Linked DNA regions of Mus musculus: region 1 is linked to region 2. A link is a contact called in public targeted proximity ligation data. All regions are on one chromosome and are shown on one strand. The core of a region is the stretch at or near the end of the contact, and the rest is flanking DNA. Distances in the headings are between cores, read along the strand shown. Region 1 overlaps Sgms1 (sphingomyelin synthase 1). Region 2 has its middle 110 kb from the start of A1cf.

Evidence for each region.
Region 1: a targeted proximity ligation map of pro-B cells shows a contact between it and region 2, with 5 times the contacts expected there. A contact is called at or near these places in 8 of 484 Hi-C or Micro-C datasets (adipose-derived mesenchymal stem cells, cerebral cortex, cranial neural crest and 5 more), 2 of 130 datasets of targeted methods (extraembryonic endoderm stem cells and pro-B cells) and 1 of 9 other capture datasets (adipose tissue).

What each region holds. Positions count from the first base shown.
Region 1 is chr19:32,166,874-32,169,934 of GRCm38.p6, reverse strand. All of the region lies in intron 5 of Sgms1 (sphingomyelin synthase 1), which reads left to right. Among named protein-coding and RNA genes, the nearest start is that of Asah2, 65 kb to the right of the region's middle.
Region 2 is chr19:31,974,631-31,977,482 of GRCm38.p6, reverse strand. No RefSeq gene overlaps it. Among named protein-coding and RNA genes, the nearest start is that of A1cf, 110 kb to the right of the region's middle.

The DNA of each region.
Region 1 (3,061 bases), core at 330-2,829, 190 kb before region 2:
AGAGCCGTTCATTCAGAAGTCCCCTTAAATGGTCCCTGGTCTGTAAATAGTTTGAGCTTAACTAGCTATCAAAGAAGCACGAGAAGGGTATTTTGGGAGAGATGCTTAAGCTTGATTTCTTCTATCTGGGCCTGTGAGCTGCTGCTAATTTTAAACCTGGTGTCAGTCCCCAGGGTCATGTTCCCTAAATGAGGTTCTTTGTTGGCTTCCGTGGGTCAAGTTAAGTGTGGTGTGGTAGACTTTCCTCAGTGAAATGGAAGAGTTTCAAATAACCAACCAGTAGGTATTTTTGTTCCTCAGTAGACTAGGGAAACTTACTTTGTACACATAGGATATAAAGGATTTTATATTAATTAGAAAATTATTCTCCGCCTGCCTGCATCACCTTTTGACACATGGTAGTCTTCAGCAGAAAGAGTCAAAGTGTGCTTTGAGATAGCTGCTTTTACTGTTTGTGGCAAATGAGCTAATTATGGCACCAGATTTCCAAAGTTCATAGGTCATTTACAGCCATACTTCAGAGTCAAAACAATATATTTGAAGAAAGAAACGTTCTTTAAAGAAAAGTATTTTATAAATCAAACATTTAATCTCTAAGGACATTTTGATATTGTGTGAGAGAAGGTGGGGGGAGGATATATTTGACATCACCTTAGGGAATCCAGAGGGATCCTTATCGGATGGAAGATAATTGTTAATTACCTGTAACATTATTCTCACTGTTTATCCCTCATTGAAGGGGCACCACTGCCTGTTACAGGGTAGCAGTAGGATGTAAGCTCACAGCTTGGCTTGTGGATGTCGGTAACACAGAGCGAGTGTGAATGTTCTGATTGTGGTACAGGAGGGGTCAAGGCAGGGCCTGAATGTTGACTGGAGTGATGTGGAGGAAAACACAACCAAGTTGACAACAGGATGGATCATTGTCTGTTTTTTTTCTTTGTTCTTTCCTTAATATGAAATAATAGTGACGTATGATGCTAGTTCAGCTGCTGTTTGGAATGCTTGGTGTACCCTTTTAGACTGACAAATCGTTCCCCTTCTACTTCCGGTGTTGTTGTTGTTGTTCTTGTTGTTGTTTTGTGGGTTTTTTTCCCCTGAGACAAGGTCTGTCAAGTATATAGTTCTGGCTTTCCTGGAACTCACTGTGTAGACCAGGACAACCTCAAACTCACGAGATCCATCTACCTCAACCCCCCAAGTGCCGGGATAATTTTTTTGAGTGGTTTCTATGACTTTTTAATTAGATATGTTCTTTATTTATATTTCAAATGTTATCCCCTTTCCTAGTTTCCCCACTGAAAACTCCCCTATCCTTTCCCCGCTCCCCCTGCTCACCAACCTACCCACTCCTGGCTTCCTGGCCCTGGCAGTCCACTATGCTCTGGGGCATATAACCTTCTGTGATTATTTCTACACAGAAGTCACTACACAGTTTTAAAAGATATCTTTTATTTTCATTTTTGTATTTTCTTGGGCAGTGTTATGGGAGAAGCTTTTTCTGCAGGATATAAAAACCACAGCAAATGCATGTGCACCCAGGAAGTCTGCTCACCTCCAAAAGGGAACCAGTGACAAACCTAATGCTTGCCGCAGAGTCCGCCTTGGTGAACCAATGGGGCTTTTGAGGGTTACTAAGAGGAGCACAGCTGCATCGTGAGAAAAACCCACCCTAAGACACGAGAAAAGCTGTGTCTCTGGGGCCCTCAGCATTACACGCACAACTGGTCAGGGCCTTCCCCTCTAACAGCTGTTTGCTGCCCCGTCTGAGTTCAGCCTTCCCGGGCCTGTTACATTTACTCCCTGGGTCTCGTAACTGCTCTCCTCCTGCATGCTACTTGGAAGGCTGTTTGAATGACTATCTATATCCAGATGGCTACCTTAGAACACGCTTTGGCTTTGGTTGTTATGGCACTGGGAACTGAAGTTAGGGCCTCACACATACCAGGTAAGCACTCTCCACTGGCAGTACACTATCTTCCCAACCCACTTCCGTTTTAAAACAACCTAAGCCAGCTGTATTTCTTTTTTCTCTACCGCCTCAGTTTACTTTTGAGACAGATTCAGAGCTACACACACATGCTTTTATGTTCAGCTAATGAGGCGCAATGCGTAGACATCTGAGGTCTTAATTTTTTTAAAGATTTATTTATTATTATAAATAAGTACACTATAGCTGTCTTCTGACACACCAGAAGAGGGCATCAGATCTCATTACGGGTAGTTGTGAGCCACCATGTGGTTGCTGGGATTTGAACTCAGGACCTTCGGAAGAGCAGTCAGTGCTCTTAACCACTGAGCCATCTACCAGCCCCCTGAGCTCTCAATTTTAAGAGAAAGAATGGAAAGGCACAGGGTGAAGTGCGATGGGAATGGAGAATTGGAAGATAATAGCTCTGTGCACATCTGCTCTTACGAGAACTGCTGGAATTTGAAACATTGGGTATGCTCTGACAATGTCCAGTGCCACTAGACTGAATCCAAATCCAAGAATGACAGATTAACAGGCAGACTGTACAGGGGTCCTGCTGGGTCTGGGCACGAGCAGCTGATTGGTTGAGTGGGAAGTGATTCTCTTCAGGCTTTATAAGTAGGTTATAAGACTCAAATCCCAAGGAAAACTGTAGTGATGAGTTTTCAGACAGCTATGCAAAGTGTCTCCCATCATAACAACCGGGGAAGAATTTTCGAGTGGTCCATTCCATTTTGTATCTGCCTAAAAGTGGGCAGATGCGGTTCTTTCTGAAACAGCGGGAAATACCTGAGCCTGGAGTCTTGTCATGCGTGGAGATTGGGGCTTTAGTTTTATCTTTGTTGGTGGATTGGCTCTCTTGGTGGCACTGTTTTTTGATGTGAAGGATTTGGGGTTCTGTTTATGGGGTCTAGCTATGTCATCAAGCCCATTTCCTGTTTCTGTCGAAGGCTGAAGCAGGAAGCGTGTCCTCAGCTTTACAGTGCGGCCTTCATGTTTTAAAACTATTATACGTAGAAGACGACAGAAGTTTGTTTTTTCTCCTCTTCCAGACAAAAGTAAATGTGCTTATCAGAGAGAGTTTAAAAT
Region 2 (2,852 bases), core at 168-2,667:
TTCAAATACTATAGGTAAAATATTTAGAACACAGAGTAAAGAATGGGTATTAAAAGCAGCAAGAAAGAAAGGTCAAGTCACTTATAAGGATAGGTCCACCTTCTACCATGCCTGGTAGTGAGAGCATCCAGACTGGGGGGCTGTGTATATGGTGGTAGGCTTTCCTCCATCTGAGAGCCTGGGTCAGATCAATCAGTTCTGTTCTATGGGCTTGAGCCAGGGAGTTCTCACACCAGAGAAAGCCATTGTTAATACAGGGAAGCAGAACTGACAAACACACAGAAACACACACACACACACACACACACACACACACACACACAGAGAGAGAGAGAGAGAGAGAGAGAGAGAGAGAGAGAGAATAAAGACAACCAGGGGTGGCCATGTTTATAACCTGAACAGACAGAAGGATCCAGAGACATCTTAGTTCCTGGACACTGGATCAGCAGCCAAGTCTGACCTCTCCTTTATGTCCAAACAGAAGGCATCTTAACCAGACTTACCCTTGGAGGTGACAGACCAGGCAACTTTCTAATTTGTTTCCTTTGGAATGGAGGTGTCATTTCAAAGGTGCCTTTGAAGCATTAGGCAGCAATTGACCCTAGAAGTTCCCTGATCACCATACTCTTCCTTGCTCCAATGGCCTCTGAGAACCCCAATATCTTGAGGTCTAGAGCTTGGGACTTCAATGCGACCCCCAGAATTCTTCTTTTCTCATTTGTGAGTGTTTAAGCACAAAAGCCATGCTCTGCATTGACATACTTCAGTTAACAAAAACAGGCAGAAGCAGCACTGTAGAAGCTACAGAGCAAGGTTAGTACATTTTGAGGCTTTCCCAGAACTATGAACATATATGGATTGTTTTTTGGTTTTAGTTTTGGCATGTGGCACTGTCTATGTGCTGAGTTTTATGGCCTGAATGGTGCTTCCATCATGGAATCAGTTGTGCTAAGGTCTGGGCCTCTGTTCCATTTCGAGATGCCCAGTGCTCCCTATTGCTTCATGGTCTTGTCACTGGAGAGAAATTGGACATGTGCATATTTCACAAGGAAGGAAATAAGAACAGCCTGGTGCTTCAACTGCAGTGAAAATGACAGCGGTTGATTTAATTTCTCTGAATTTTATTTTATTCATTTTATACCGGAAATCATGGTTCCTTAAAACATTAACATTTTTGCTCATTGAGAAAAATTAAAATTTTTATTAACCACGAATTACTGTGCTGGTTAGTTTTTGCCCACTAGACACAAACTAGAGTCCCCTGGGAAGAGGGAGCCTCAGCTGAGGAATTGCCTCCCTTAGCCTGGCCTACAGGCTTGACTGATGATTGATGGAGCAGGGTCACTCTTGGCAGCAGCATCTCTGGGCAGGCAGATGTAAATTCTGTAAGAAAGCAGGTTGAGCAGGCAGAGGAAGGAATCCAGGAAGTAAAGCCTCCTCTCTCTGCTTCCTCCCTCTCCCCACTTCCTGTTCAAGGGTGAGCCAGATTAACCCTTTCCTCCCTCAGTCACTTTTTAGTGGCCATTTTATCACAACAGAAGCACTAACTAGACAATCACTTTCTAGTTCATTGAACTCGGGTTTTGAATAAAAGTAAGAAAAAATTATCTGCTTTTCAGTTCTAAAGAAATTTAGAAAATTTCTCCTTTCCCCAGTACCTATAGGGTTTCATTGTTTGCTTTCAGAAATCAGTGATGGACTGTAGCCTGGGGTTGCTAGCTAAACTAAACACTCCCTCCTAGAAGTTGCTTTTCTGTCAGGATATTTTATCATGGTAACAGAAATGAACCTAGACCAATGAGATTGTTCTGTTTTGTGGTGTGTGCGCATGTGCACACATGCGTGCACATGTGTGCATGAGTGTGTATGTGTGTGTGTTTATAGTATTTGTTAATTATTGGTAACAATATTATATTCATTTTTACAGAGAGATTTACTGAATTTAAACCCCTGCTTCTTTGTCTATACTTTCTTAGATCTCAGGTGTGTTGCCTGATCTTGTTTTCTTGGAGTTCTGTTCTGAAACCATCTGGGTGTGGTGACTTCAATTTATTTCATTTCATTTCATTTCATTTCATTTCATTTCATTTCATTTCATTTCATTTTTCACTTCTGAGAAAGCTCTTCTGTGATTCTTCTCTATTTACCTATAGATATTTAGTATATATAGTATTTAGTCTCGCCATCTCTACTATTTGTGAAGAAATTATTTTCTAGACCATCTTATTTAAGTTGTCATTTTTGAATGGTAGGCTGTATACTGTATATTTTAGGTATTTTTCATTTTCTGTAGTTTGTAGATGATCTACATTTGTCATCCCCTCTGGGTGGCCTGCTCTTTCCACCAACCCCTTACCATTTAGCTAAGTGACCCCTGCTCAGAGAACCACCTCACCTAACATAGCTTCTTTTCCCTTTTTTCCATTTTTTTTTGTGCCAACTCTCTTCCTGGCAACTCACTCTCTTATAATGTAGACCTATGGAGTCCTCTCATATTTTGATTGGAAGCGTAACCTTTAATGGCTGAGCCATCTCTCCAGCCTGAGTCAGCTATGTGTTAGCCATTCTGGCCCCAGTGCCTAAATGTGATCTGATTGGTAGCATTTCTCTGTAATAACTATTAAAATGAATACAAACCCAAGTATCCCCTGCTGCAGACCCTCTGGGTCCCTTTGTCTGCGTGGAAAGGGTCTCTAGTCACAGGTGGGCAAGGAGTCGGCGGGAATGACAGACAGATGCACACAGGAAATTGTGTAGAATCTGAATGTATTGTCACAAAGTGAACACCAGTCTTGTATAGGACAGAAAATAAAGGGGGTAGGAAGTCACAGCAGGCAAAGTACATTGAAGTT